Regions from separate parts of the Sus scrofa genome. Here all the other regions are linked to region 1. The links are chromatin contacts, called in public Hi-C maps. All regions are on one chromosome and are shown on one strand. The core of a region is the stretch at or near the end of the contact, and the rest is flanking DNA. Distances in the headings are between cores, read along the strand shown.

Evidence for each region. Hi-C and Micro-C count contacts between places; a contact is called where the count stands out from the background.
Region 2: a contact with region 1 is called in a Hi-C map of embryonic fibroblasts, with 2.3 times the contacts expected there. The contact joins the promoter of CBLB here to the enhancer-like site in region 1. A contact is called at or near these places in 3 of 47 Hi-C or Micro-C datasets (embryonic fibroblasts, fetal skeletal muscle and fibroblasts) and 2 of 2 datasets of contacts at active chromatin or transcription factors (alveolar macrophages and skeletal muscle).
Region 3: a Hi-C map of embryonic fibroblasts shows a contact between it and region 1, with 4 times the contacts expected there. The contact joins two enhancer-like sites. A contact is called at or near these places in 4 of 47 Hi-C or Micro-C datasets (adipocytes, embryonic fibroblasts and fibroblasts).

Annotation. Positions count from the first base shown.
Region 1 is chr13:153,239,208-153,243,700 of Sscrofa11.1, forward strand. No RefSeq gene overlaps it. Among named protein-coding and RNA genes, the nearest start is that of CBLB, 240 kb to the right of the region's middle. Within about 2 kb of position 2,149, at least 19 of the 83 cell types and tissues checked have an H3K27ac peak or open chromatin away from gene starts, as enhancers often do. A contact at or near this core is called in embryonic fibroblasts, fetal skeletal muscle and skeletal muscle, where this site is marked.
Region 2 is chr13:153,478,616-153,483,108 of Sscrofa11.1, forward strand. It overlaps CBLB (E3 ubiquitin-protein ligase CBL-B), which reads left to right and starts at 1,910. Exons shown (of 19, transcript XM_021070494.1): 1 at 1,910-1,999; 2 at 3,791-3,972. The coding sequence starts at 3,805.
Region 3 is chr13:153,041,896-153,046,388 of Sscrofa11.1, forward strand. No RefSeq gene overlaps it. Among named protein-coding and RNA genes, the nearest start is that of CBLB, 440 kb to the right of the region's middle. Within about 2 kb of position 2,601, at least 12 of the 83 cell types and tissues checked have an H3K27ac peak or open chromatin away from gene starts, as enhancers often do. A contact at or near this core is called in embryonic fibroblasts, where this site is marked.

The DNA of each region.
Region 1 (4,493 bases), core at 899-3,398:
AACAAGTAACTTAGTCCAACACTACTCACAGATGAAAAACTGAGTCCCAGAAAAAAATCTAAGTAGCTTGCCCAAGATGACACAGCTAGTTGATACCAGAATATGAAAAGGAGATCAAAATTAACTTTTTTTTTCTCAGATTTGTGTTTAAAGCAATTTTAACCTCATTGGGTTAGCTTGCTAAATGCACAAGCTGTTATTCCTTCCTAGTATAGCATTGTCTAGTGCTGGAAAATCTTGAGAAGAAAAGGATATGGGAGAGATCTGTGAGTTTTGTTTGTTTATTTTTTGTTTTTTTGTCTTTTTTCCTTTTCTAGGGCTGCTCCCACAGCATATGGAGGTTCCCAGGCTAGCAGTCTAATCGGAGCTGTAGCCACCGGCCTACGCCAGAGCCACAGCAACATGGGATCTGAGCAGCGTCTGCAAACTACACCACAGCTCACGGCAATGCCGGATCCTCAACCCACTGAGTAAGGCCAGGGATCGAACCTGCAACCTCATGGTTCCTAATCTGATTCGTTAACCACTGAGCCACCTCGGGAACTCCCCTGAGAGATCCATGTGTTTAAGAGTATGCACTAACTCTTGGCAGATGAAGTAAAGGATTTATTCTGAATTCCAAGAATTAATTTTTAAAAAATATTTCTTAACTATTTCCTTCAATTTGCTGTATAATTATCAAATGGTTAACCTATACTACCAAAATGGAGAGTTCAAATACCTCCTACTGCAAATCTGTACTCTAAAGAAAAGACTGGGAAAACAAAATAAAACACCATAAATAAACAAAATGCTACACTAAAGCCATAAAATACACACTACATTGGTTATTCTTTTCCTTCAAGCTTTGGAGGGCTTGTGAAGATTGTACCTGACCTTTGGAATGAGAAATATGATACCCCAAAAGTTTTATCACATGTTTAAGGGTCAATGGAAAAAAACAAAACTTAACTTTGATATTTTGTTTGTGAATGAATGGAACAATCTTTACTGGTTTTCCTCATAGAAAACTATAATTTAACATTTAAAAAAACAAACATTATTTCTACTTTATTTATGAAGATTCCTAAATAAATGTTTACATTAAAATGTTTACATACAAGCACACAAAGCAGGCTTTGTAATCTTCTGAAACCTTGGGCAGATGAAACTAATATTTTATACAAATACCAATTGCCTTCATTGTTCTTTTCTTTATAGTCTTTTTTTCCCATTTATAATTTTAAGCAAACACTGAGACATCTGGAGCACTTGTGTTTTTATTAGAGTTCTGACAATATACCAGAGAAAGCCTGAAAATTCAAAAAATGTCTCTAGAAAATATATAAAGTATGTAACTGGTTTAAGGACAGATTCTTTCGGCATGCTAAAAAGCTTATTTTTTGCATGGAAAAAGTAACTATAAACTCATTTGAGTTCACAAATATTCTCAGAGAAAATATTTTTAAACTAGTGTGTGTGCGTGCATGTGTGTGTGTGTGTCAAGAATTTATACTTATGATACCCAGTGCTGCCAAGTAAGCTTTTGTTCTTGTGTTTAGCTTTTGCAAATTCCCTTGGTAGTACTCTTGTTCCCTAGACAACTAGATAATGAAAAATATATATTGAGGTTCATATGACACAGAAGGGGCTAGCCTGGGAAATGAACTTTTTCTCACTTGTTCAGCAGTTATTCCTCTGGGATGGAAGCATCTGGCCTAACTGATTAAAGCTGCTTCGCCTGCCTGAAGGCAGTTTATAATCCAATTTCTAATCTAAATCCAGGAATTTCTCCGAGTGAAGAATCAGTGTGCCTCTGCTTGAGAAGAGAGTGCTGAGTTTTATAAAATCCCACTGTTTGTCCTAGGAGTCTCAATAAGGGCCCTACGTGCTCCAGGCACTATGATCTAGGATGGAACTGGTGCTGTGTGTGCATCGAGGCCCAGCCATTGACCGAGTGTGCTGAACCAGCAATTTAATAAATTGCCATCAAGCCACGTGAATGTGTTCCTTAAAAGTCTCACATACACCAAGGCAGCAGCTGCTCTTACATACACTAAGTACATAAAAAGTTATGCTCTCCAGCTTGGTATCAGATGCTGGGCTGAGAGTGGGTAAACCAGTCTTGAGCAAACTACTGGAATGTCTTTGTGAGACTGGCAGCTCTCCACGGGATAAAAAGTGCCTCCATGAGGGTCAGTCTGGCTGAAGCAGGCACATCCCAGGAATTCCTGGCAGTATCTGATGAGAATGAAAAAGGGGAAAAAAAAAAACTTTCCTACGAGCTATGAGTAATTTTCTTAACATTTTAAGCTGACGAATATTTAAAGAACAAAAAATTCTACCCTGGTGCAGACCAATAAATGAGAAGGACAAGGGCTCGGCATTTCCTGGAAATCCTGTCAATTAAAAAAAAAAAAAAAACCCTAAAAAACAGAACCAAAACAGTTATCAATCTCTCACTTGTATGAAAAGTGCCATCAGAATTTAATAGAAGATTTTAAGTGAGAAGTTTTAGTTCAAATGTTTGTTAAAAAGTACCTTTACAGAGAGAAATTGCCCTGTTATATCTGAATGCTAAATGTGACCTTTAAAATTTTTTTTTAATACAAAATTCTGCCTGAGTCATCAAAGTCTAGGAAGCAAATGAAAGAATTCCTCTTTCTTGCATTTTTTAATGGTTTTTTGTTGTTGTTTTCTGATTCCTGTGTAACCTGTGTTTTGGTTAAGATCTCAGAATTGGCTTCAATTCTCTGTTAAAAGAGAACAGGGATATCTCTGATTTGGTGGGGGGGAAACTTCCCACTTAGAGAAAAATGATAAAGTTCTGGGCGATTCTTTGTCTCATGTGTCCTTACTATGTCAGTTCTAATCCATTTCACTGTATGGACTCATCAAATTCTCAACTTAAAAAAAAAAAAAAATCTGAAAAGTGTTGATATTAAGAAAAAAGAAAAATTAGAGTCAAAATTCCTTCTATCATCTTAGCCAAGATCCTTATTCCTTGTAAAAAGCAGAGTTTCCTATCGGACTTAAATTTTTCTTATTCTCATTATGGAGGGGACACAAAATATTCCTTTTTGGGGGTTTTCTACATGCTTTCATGAAAATATTTACTGCACATTAGGGCAACACAGGCTGTGGCATCAATGAATTGTAGTAGATGATGTGTGTTAGATAAAAGGCAAATTAATAGACTCCCTTTTCTGCTAGGTAACTTTGACGTTGAAGGAAATTAAGGCTGAAAACAGATAATGGTGAACTACCAGGTGAAAACGTAAACAGGTTAGAAAAGAAGTCCAGTTGTGGAAATAATGTTGCAGTTCAGTAAGTAGAGTGAAATAGTTTCCCATAACCTCTTCACCATCTTAATCAACAATAATTCTTCATGTGAATAAATGTGTGCATGTTTTAAATTCATATTTTCTAAAGTTATTATCACAGTATGTGTGTATATAGGTGTGTGTATTAGTAGTATTAATTTTCATTTTATGCCATCAAATGAAACATGCCACAATCTACTTAACCAGTTCCCTATTTTTGGACATTTGGATTGTTTTCAGATTTTAATTTTATAAAATTCTACTGTGAACTTCATGCTTAGAAGGATGCTTATAAGTAGGATTATTGAGCTTGTGAGTGTGATTACACACATGCTTCTTACTACCTATTGCCAAAGCACTTTCCAAGGGTTGTGCTGCTCTGTTGCTGGTGATATAAGACTACAAATTCTTACACAAAGCCTTTTTTTGACCTTGCTGGCAATCAAATAAATAATTCAATGAATGTGACCCATTACATTAGTTATTTACACTCAGAAATAAGTTAAAGACTTTGTGTTTTGAAACTCTCAGCCTGTCATTTTTTCTGGCATCGTGAGATATTTTTATTCATTAATTTATACATTAATCCAATTTAAAAAGTCATTTTTTGAGACCTTCTGCAAAAAGCTGTGATGCTAGATATGCTCTAGTAAAAATAGAGCATTGAATATATAGTAGAGGCATAGAGAGATTTAGATTTTGGGATACAGGGGATCAAATTCTTAGTGCAGTCTAAGAATTTGTCTCCAGTGAGTGAGATGAATGAAACAAATTATTACACTATTAATCATTTTAATATAATTGTTATGTAAGCAATGATGTACTAAGATATGCTGAAAAAATAAAACAAGTTACACTTAACATGGTGTGGGTGCACAGTTTAGTTTCCCTGAGAGAATTATCTTTAACGCTGAAGAATGAGGAGAAATTCATCATGTTGAGGGCAAATAGGTGGAAGCAGCAGGTTAAACATGAATTGTTGCTATAATAGAACCTGGAGATTCAAACAATCAAAATTGATCCCCTAGGGTGAAGCACTAGTGAGAAAGTGGGAGATTTTCAGGATATAAGGCCTGCAAGGAGAGCTAGGAAGAGGTCAACTCAGGGCTTCAGAACCACAATAAGGACTATTTGTTTGATGTTAACTCCTACAGAATTATCAACTATGAGCTGGAGGAAGGTATAAAAGAG
Region 2 (4,493 bases), core at 660-3,159, 240 kb after region 1:
TATCTCCCAGGGAGCATGTGGATACAAACCTACTACACCAGAACTCAACTTGGACTCAAGATGGCTTTGATACAAAGCTAGTAGAGAATGAAGATATGGTTTCTTGACATTATATATATATATATATATTTATATATATATAATGTGTGTATATACATATATATCTTATATCATAAAACTTATAATTTGTATCAATATATGCTTGATATCACAGCCAGTGTCATTTTCTCATCAAGTCATCTCAGTTGCAAAACTAACATCAAAGGAATGTCACATGCTATAACATGTATTTTGCTTATTCTACTTTTATCTGGATATGAATATGAGTAATGCACTTAGTTATAATGTTCCTTTAAAGCACTCTTTTCCTACGTGCTGAAAAACCTCCTACACATTTATTCTTTTTGGATTTATTTAAAAGGTGACCAGGAGTTCCCGTCATGGCTCAGCAGAAATGAATCTGACTAGTATTTATGAGGACACAGATTTGCAGGCTTTGCTCAGTGGGTTAAGCATCCGGCATTGCATTGGTGTAGGTTGCAGACATGGCTCTGAACCAGCGTTGCTGTGGCTGTGCAGTAGGCCAGTGGCTACTGCTCCAATTTAACCCCTAGCCTGGCAACCTCCATATGCCAAGGGTGCGGCCCTACACAAACAAAAGAATAACAAGAACAACAACAAACAAAAGGTGACCAAATAAATATTTCCTTTTGCCAGTCTCCCTTTAGTAAATTTAGCTACTGTTACATAAGTAAAGAAGATATGCATGGTTGGACAAGATATGGAAAGACCAGTATTTTGTAGATAAACACAACGTGAAAACAAGGAACTACTCTTTAATTACTGGCATAGAAATAATGGCAAAAAAGAAAATTACTTCCAGAACCACATTTTATCATCTGACTAGTTGCAAAGAGCACATTTTGTCTGTTTTCATCAAGTGAAAATCATAACCATCTGAATTTAGGGCTGTAAAGAATGTTTTTAACAACTCAGGATCCTTGACAGTAACTATCCCATTACTAAAATGGTTATTTAGCTAGACAGTGGTTAGAACCCTTGAGAAACATTTTATCAGGTTAACTGGTTAGAGGAAGAATAAAAATATGTATATATTAAAAGACATAAATTATCACATCTGAGAAGCCAAAGGTGTAAAGTGTATTCAACACTACCAACTGTAGTGTAAAGAAAATTCCAAAGCATGACAATTCAAAGCAATTGTTAGTAGTACTTGTGGTAGAACTGAAGTGAAATAGAAATATAAGGCATTCGTTTAATTTATGATCTTGTTGAAAAACGGTCCCAACACAGTAGATTTTTCCTCCTAGGACAAGCCAGATGTGGGACTTCTAAAGACATTGGTATGGAGCCACAGAGAGATTTCAAATGCTGGGAGAGAATGGCAAACACAGAGTAAAGGTGACTCAGACAAAATACAAAAGCTATTTCCTCTTCAGTCATTTATACAGCAACTCGTACTAAATAAAAATGTGCAATATATATGTTAGAAATTCTTATGGTCTGGTGCTTTTACTGCCCTGGCATGATTAGTTGAGACAATTTAGCCAACGTTGTCAACTATTTACTTTTTCATCATCCTGATATTTGATCAGCAATTCCTCCAGAACTAACAGTAAAAGGGAAACAGCCAGAAGTTTTGGTCGGTAATCAGGTGTTAACCCTAGTCTATTTTATGAAAGGTTTATACCTCATCTTAGAAAGCTGACTGTTTCTCTTTTTTGATAGCCAACAAGAAGCAATGCCTTAGGCCTATTTGGTTGCTGTCCTGGGTAGAAGAGTTTGGCAGCCCTAGGGAGATGAATTCTTCAGCCTTGGACACGCCCAGAGTAAAGAAGCAACACCCTCTCAGCCACTACTCTGTTGCTATGAAACAAAAGACTAGGAAGGTGAGCGAAGCAGGAAGTCCCGCCTTTTAGCTGGAGTCGGCTTTGGCTCGGGTTCCCAAGGCTCACGCCCACCCGCCCACTCGTTATTGGTCAGTTCCCTAGTGCCTTGATTCCTTTCTTCCATTTCCTTTCCCTTTTCTACTTTCGCTCTCGGGTGAGTCCGATCCCCCCATTTCCCACTGAATCCCTTTCTGTTTGGGAAGTGCGGCGAACGGGGCCATTCCTCTGGGGCCATTGTGTACTGTGGAAGACGTGGACCGGGTGGTAGTGCGAGGAGGACGGGTGCCTCCCGCCCATTGGCGCCGCCCGCTGTCCGGCAGGGCACGAATGCGCGTGATTGGCCCAACCCCGCGAGGCCCCACCCTGGCCCCGCCCCACCCCTGGCTCTTGCTGTGTGTATCCTACAGGGGTGGGGTGTCCAGCGAGTGGTCTCCTCCTCCAGCCAGGGCTGCTGCGGCGTCCCGCGGCCTCCCCGAGTCGGGCGGGAGGGGAGAGCGGGCGTGGATTGGTCTTGACGGTAATTGTTGCGTTTCTCCGTCTCGGTGGCTTTTGCTCTGAGTCGCTCCTTCCTCCGGAGTGGGCTTTTACGGCGATTACACACTCCTTGCCTGGGCTACCCAGGCGCCCTGTTCTCAGGGCGTGTAGAATCGGACCCGCGCACACGCGTGTCTCTGGGCAGCTACAGCGCCGAGACGCCAGGAGGGAAAGGGGCGCTAGGGAGGCTCGACGCTGCTTTCCGCCCGGGGACCCGGGGGCAGCCAGGCGCGGGCCACGGAGGAAGAAGGGACAGCCCCGGCTTCCAGCTGCTGTCGCCGCCGCCGTCACAGTTTGAAGAGGGGTATTTAAAGCCTGGACCCGAGCAGGGGCAGGGGAGGAGGAAGAGCGAGTTAAGGGAGGCGGGCGGCTGGAATTGCAGACAGCCCCCGGGGCGCGTCTACCTGGGAGCCAAACGCGGAGCGTCGGAGACGCCACTGGGCTGCGGGCGCTGGAGAGGCGAGGGGATACTTTGTCCTTTCTCTGTCCACCTTCCTCCCCCAGCTGTGGTCCGAGAGTGGCAGGGGAGGGGCCTGAGCAGCAAGGAGGCACAGATGTCCCGAAACAAAGCTTTGGACCCCCTACCCCCACCCTACTTGGATGAGACGAGAGGCAAGGAGCGAAAGAAGTGAACTCTCTCCTTTCTGTGCCCGCTCTTGTCAGTTTCTCTCGCTTTTAAAATGGGTTGTTTGTTGGATTATTTGGCTCTTAACTTTGGGGCAGCTCCTCAACCGCGTTGGTTTAAAGAACTGTGTGTTCGTGTGTCCATGTTCATGCGTCTGTACTGGTGGTTTTAGCGGGGAAAATCCAAGTCCTAAGCCTTTGTTGACAACAGACGTGCCCCTTAGGCTCCTGTAGAATAATCTTTATGTTTATATAATTTGGTGAGATCTAACAGAGTGAAAGTGCGGTTTTGGAGTGAGGCTCCCCAAATCTTTTCTAAGGGCTTGAGTTCTAGTCTTTTTAATTGGGATTAAGGCAGGGAGGATGAAAACATCGTGCTCTTACCTAGTTGGCAGAAATCTCTATAAGTTTTTTGTTATGAGTTGGGTATTAATCAAGCCTTCACTACTTGCAGTGTGAGAAGGGTGCATCTTTAACCCTTAGTGTTCCAAAAACAAATCTAAGGTCATTGCTCCTAAATCTCTTTGTGGTATGTAAAGATTGAGAGTACAGATTCAAATACTACTGAAAAGTTGAATCTGGGACCCTGGATTTTGTTCTCATTGATGGTGGAAGATTTAATGGGTACACATGAAGCTGTTTTTTTTTGTTTTTTTTGTTTTTTTTAAAGTATTTTCATAACCAACTAACTTTTTTTTTTTTTTTTAATTTCCCTTTCCAAGAACTAAGATTCCAGATGGCAAATTCTATGAATGGCAGAAACCCTGGTGGTCGAGGAGGAAACCCCCGAAAAGGACGAATTTTGGGTATTATTGATGCTATTCAGGATGCTGTTGGACCCCCTAAGCAAGCAGCAGCAGATCGCAGGACAGTGGAGAAAACTTGGAAACTCATGGACAAAGTGGTAAGTTCTGACTGTGCCTGTACAGAGCTCAGTTCACCCTGGATATGGTTTCTCCAGTTTTACTTATACTGTTAATTTATAATAATTACTGTTATGTCTTTTGATTTGGAGTGACCACTTATATGTGCTCTGAGTGTTTTGAAAAGTTGGATTCAGGGCAAAGATTTGTTTTCTTACCTTTTGTCCCACTCTTCAGGGTTCAAAGGTCCTCTATATAACTCAGATATGCAAAGTTTTTTACTGTTGGCTGCTCTTTGTTAATGCATGGCATAGAATAGTTTGTAAGTGTTTGTTCCATCTTACGTAAGGTTGTGTTGCTCTTAGATAACAAAGGACTCCAAAAAAGACTGCAAACGAGTAATTTCAGAAATGTCTCAGCTGGACCACTCATGACAACCACAGCGTGTGATGCTGAGAATGTTTGCTGGGGAAAGAACCAGATTAGTCCTTAAGTGAGAGTTTCCATTTTCCTCTCTGAGAATTCATCTTCATTAAGAAACTTTTTTGTTGTTGTTAGTGGT
Region 3 (4,493 bases), core at 1,351-3,850, 200 kb before region 1:
AAGCTTATATTTATTAGATATAGGGCATAACCAAAAAAAGAGAATACTTTTCTAAACTGAATTATAAAATATTATAATCAAGATTGTGGTGATGCAGCATATTGTAGAAGCCAAAGCTATTAGATGATACCCATTCCTACCTTTGGCACGTTTAGACGTTTAGACATATTTGGCAGCCACAAAGATTCAAAGTCCAGAAGTACTGTTTTTTCACTCCAATTTGCCATTAGGCAATTTCTTAGTCATGTTCTCTAGCCAGAGGTTTCTCTGATGCCACAGGATGAAAAGCATAATTGCCAATAAACACATCATTGATAACACCATCAACTCATTGCTTCTAATCGCTTGAGACAATTTCTTCCTTAAATCCCAATCCTCCTTTTGGACTAGGTCTTTTTCATAACCAATCAACTGATAAATGAAGCCTCACATTGTTTAGAAAACTATGCTTGTCATGGAGCCTACATTTGTCAGACCATCCCCCTAGAGAGTCCCATTCATCAGGCCTTGTCAAGTTGCATTACTCAGCCTCATTAATGCCACCTCACAGGCTGCAGCACTACATCCTGCCTGGAGCTGCCTGATAGACTGCTCTTCCCTGCACAGACTCCTAAGGGGCCCTTTGAGAAATGTTTTATTGAGGGCTCTGGTGAAGGAAATAGAACCTTAATGAAAGACATGCACCAGAGCATAATTAACTGTTACTGCAGCCCGCTGTTCCCATCAGAACTTTCCTCCATTCCTCACCTATGAGGATGATGGCTAACCTTTTCTTAACTGATTTCTTAACTGAAAATGCAGGTAATAGGAGAAACTATTTGAGGACAATTAGAGGAGAGGTGATTTCAAAAGCTGTTTCATTAGGAATGTTTTCTATTTTATTGGTTGAAAGAGGAACCTGTCCTTGATCTCCTAGTTAGTGTAGAATAAGGAAAACAGACCCAGGAGAATAGAAAACAAAGTCAGAACAAAGGCCAAAGATTGTCAAGAAAACCATGAAGCTCAAGAAGTAAATATTTATTTGAATTGCGACAAACATTGTTAGTAGAAGATCAAGATGTCGTAGATTTAAGCTATTTGTCATTGCAAATACGCAACATAGGAGTTTGAGTGGAGGATCATTTAAGACATGACAGTGTATTCTGGAATTAAAGGTGACAGGAAAGCAGAGATTGAGGACAACTGTGCTCTTTTACAAGGCTCTCTCCTGTTCTTTTCTTATTTTCCTAATGTTGACTTCTTTGAAAGAATTAAAATAATTGGAAAGGTTATTTATTTACACCTGCTTTAAAATGCTACACAGGCATGCGTATGTGCATGAGCACACACACACACACACACTCCCCATTCAGCATTATTCCAGAATTATATGCATCTTCTTCTCTGGTCTAATTTCCTTTGAAGAACAGCAAAAGAAGTAAATGGCTTTTTTTTTTTTTTCACTTAAGCCATAAATCAGAGTCCTCTCAACTATGCTGGTATCTGAGGTTGTAGGGCTCCCTTTAGAATGACAGTGTCCAATTATAAGCAAACACTGGCTGTTATCCCCAAGGAAAAGAGAATTCAAAGGATCTGTGAGATAGCACATAGCAAAATAACCTGATGGTTTGATAACTTTTTGACATCTCAATGTTTATTTAGTGCTAATAGTGATAGGCTATATCCATGTCTAAGTGGAATTCATAATTTAAAAGGGCAAGTTTAAAACACCATGTGCTAAGCCTGGATAAAAGGAGTATGACTAGCCGGATGCTTTTAAAAAAATTATATGATTATCTGGAAAGCCCTGTTATCAAGATTTTTGTTGTTATTTATGGAAGAATATTACTTTTTATCCCACTTCTTAGGATCTCATATTTTTTTAATTCCTTAAAACTCTTCACTTAATATTTACATCTTCCTTATTAAAATTCCAAAATTCAAGCGCTCCCAAGTCTTAGAGTTTAAGTGTTTCATGGTAAATTCTTCCCTAACTTGAATCAAATAGCAGTGAAATTTCACCTGAGCTTACATGAAGCTATTCATGTTCTTTATCCACTTGATAGGAATATTGATACACTGAATTCCATTGTCTTTGATTATAGAACACTGACCCAGGTTTAGAAGGGGCATAATGTAATGTATAGTAAATGCCCTTCGTTACGTTTGTGAAATTGGAAAAGTGCTATATTCTGAAATATTTATCTCCAAGGAACTCAGTTAAGTGACAGTGAAACTATATTATATTCTACCACCTGATCCTGGTTTTTCTTATAATTAAGTTTACATGTTTAGGATTAGAAGTTTTGAGATAGAAACTTAATTCTTTTTTTTTTTTTCCTGTAAGAAAGATCACTTCTGCCTTTTCTATTCTTTCCAGATCCAGTTCCTATCTAAAGAAGCCTCAGACTAGCCTTTAAAAGTATTACATGAAAGAGATTTTTAAGGATGAAATGTAAAAATTCTGAAAGAGATATGTAGACCTGAATCTGCGATTCTTCATAAAGCCAAGAGCTGCCTGTTTCGTAAAAACAGGACTAGTCATGTTTCACCCACTGACTAAATAAACTACAAGGAAGAATGCAGCCTGTCAGAGGTTATGGGTAGAAATAGTCACATATCAGGAATTTAAACTCTAGCCTGGGTCATTCCTAAGTAGATGAAGTTCACATCACACTATCCATGGTATGGAATGCTAACCTCAGAAGTCAGAATGAATCATTTCCATTGGTTCTTTATTGCTGTATAGCAAATTACCACAAACCTAGAGGTTTAAAACAATGTCTGCTTTTAAACTCACAGTGCTCTAGGCCAAAGACCGAGCCGACTCAGCTGGTTGCTCTGCTTGGGGTCATGCAAGGACAAAATCAAGGTGTCAGCTGGGCTGAGCTGTTATCTGGACATCCCAGGAAAGAATTTGCTTCCCAGTTCATTCAGGTTGTTGGAAGAATAAGTTCTTTGTAGGTATAGATTGGAGGTACTTGCTCCTTTTCTGCCTTTAATTATATCTGAAAAATTTCTTTGCCAGTGTTTCTGCCAGTGTTCAATCAGAGAAACAGAAAAGGAGACCTGCCTCAAGGGATTTATTGCAAGAATTGGCATAGGTGAGTGTGAGGATTGGCTCGGAAAGTCTGAAATCTGTAGGACAGCTTGGCAGGGAGAGCAGGCTGGAATGGTAGTCCACATACAGGATTTCTTCTGAGAAGTCTCAGTTCTGCTCTTAAGACCTTTCAACTGATTAAATCAGGCGCACTCAGACTAGCTGGGCTAATCTTACTTACTTAAAGTCAGCTCATTATGACTTTAATCAAATCTACAAATACCTTCAGAGAAACTCCTAGATTACTCTTTGATTGACTAACTAGAGACTATAACTAAGCCAAATTGGCGTATAAGTTAACCATTACAGCCCTGTAATATAACATAATCATAAGGTAACATCGGGAGATATGGGTCATGGGGCCCATCTAGAGTTCTGGCTACTATACAACTGAAGCTCCTTAGACACAAAAGAAATAAACCACTCTACAGAGAACCTCCCATGTCAGAGCAAGAACTTTAGATTCTCCGAAGAATCCTAATAAAAATGAACTCATGTTAAATAATTGTATATCAGATGAGGAAACTATCACCTTAAGGAAGAATTGGTGACATAGCAAGGAGAGGACTAACACCAAGAAATGGAAGCAACATTACAATCTAAAATAAAATATGAATACTCAATTGGTAAATGATTAAAACTTTTTTTCAAAGAATAGAAATCACAATGAAAGTACTAAACTGCCATAGATGAGCAGGAAAGTTTAGGGTAGGAAGAAATTCAACAATAAGAAATAAAATAGGAGTTCCCGTCATGGCACAGTGGAAATGAATTAAACTAGGTTTCGTTGTGGGTTTATCCCTGGCCTTGCTCAGTGGGTTCAGGATCTGGCGTTGCCATGAGCTGTGGTGTAGATCACAGACACGGATCAGATCTCGAGTTGCTGTGGCTGTGGTGTAGGACAGAATCTGTATCTCTAATTGGACCCCTAGCTTGGGAACCTCCATATGTCATGGGTGTGGCCCTAAAAATAAAAAAAAAAAGAAAAGAAATAACCCCTCAATTTAGAAGCAATAACAAAGTAAATAAGTACATTTTAAAGATTATAAGATGACAAGTTCCACTGAGAAAATATACCAGGAGAAGATGACCTTGAAAAAAATCATAGAATAGTTCCTTTCATGGCCCAGTGGTTAATGAACCCAACTAGAATCCATGAGGTTGCAAGTTTGATCCCTGACCTCGCTCAGTGCTTTAAGGAGCCAGCATTGCCATAAGCTGTAGTGTAGGTCGCAGACACAGCTCCGATCTGGCATTGCTGTAGCTGTGGTGTAGGCTGGCAGCTCTAGCTCTGATCTGACCCCTAACCTGGTACTTCCATATGCCAAGGGTGTGGCCCTAAAAAGAAAGAAAGAAAGAAAAGAAAAAAAGAAAAAAATCATAGAAAATGTAACCCAAAGAGATAAAGTTATGG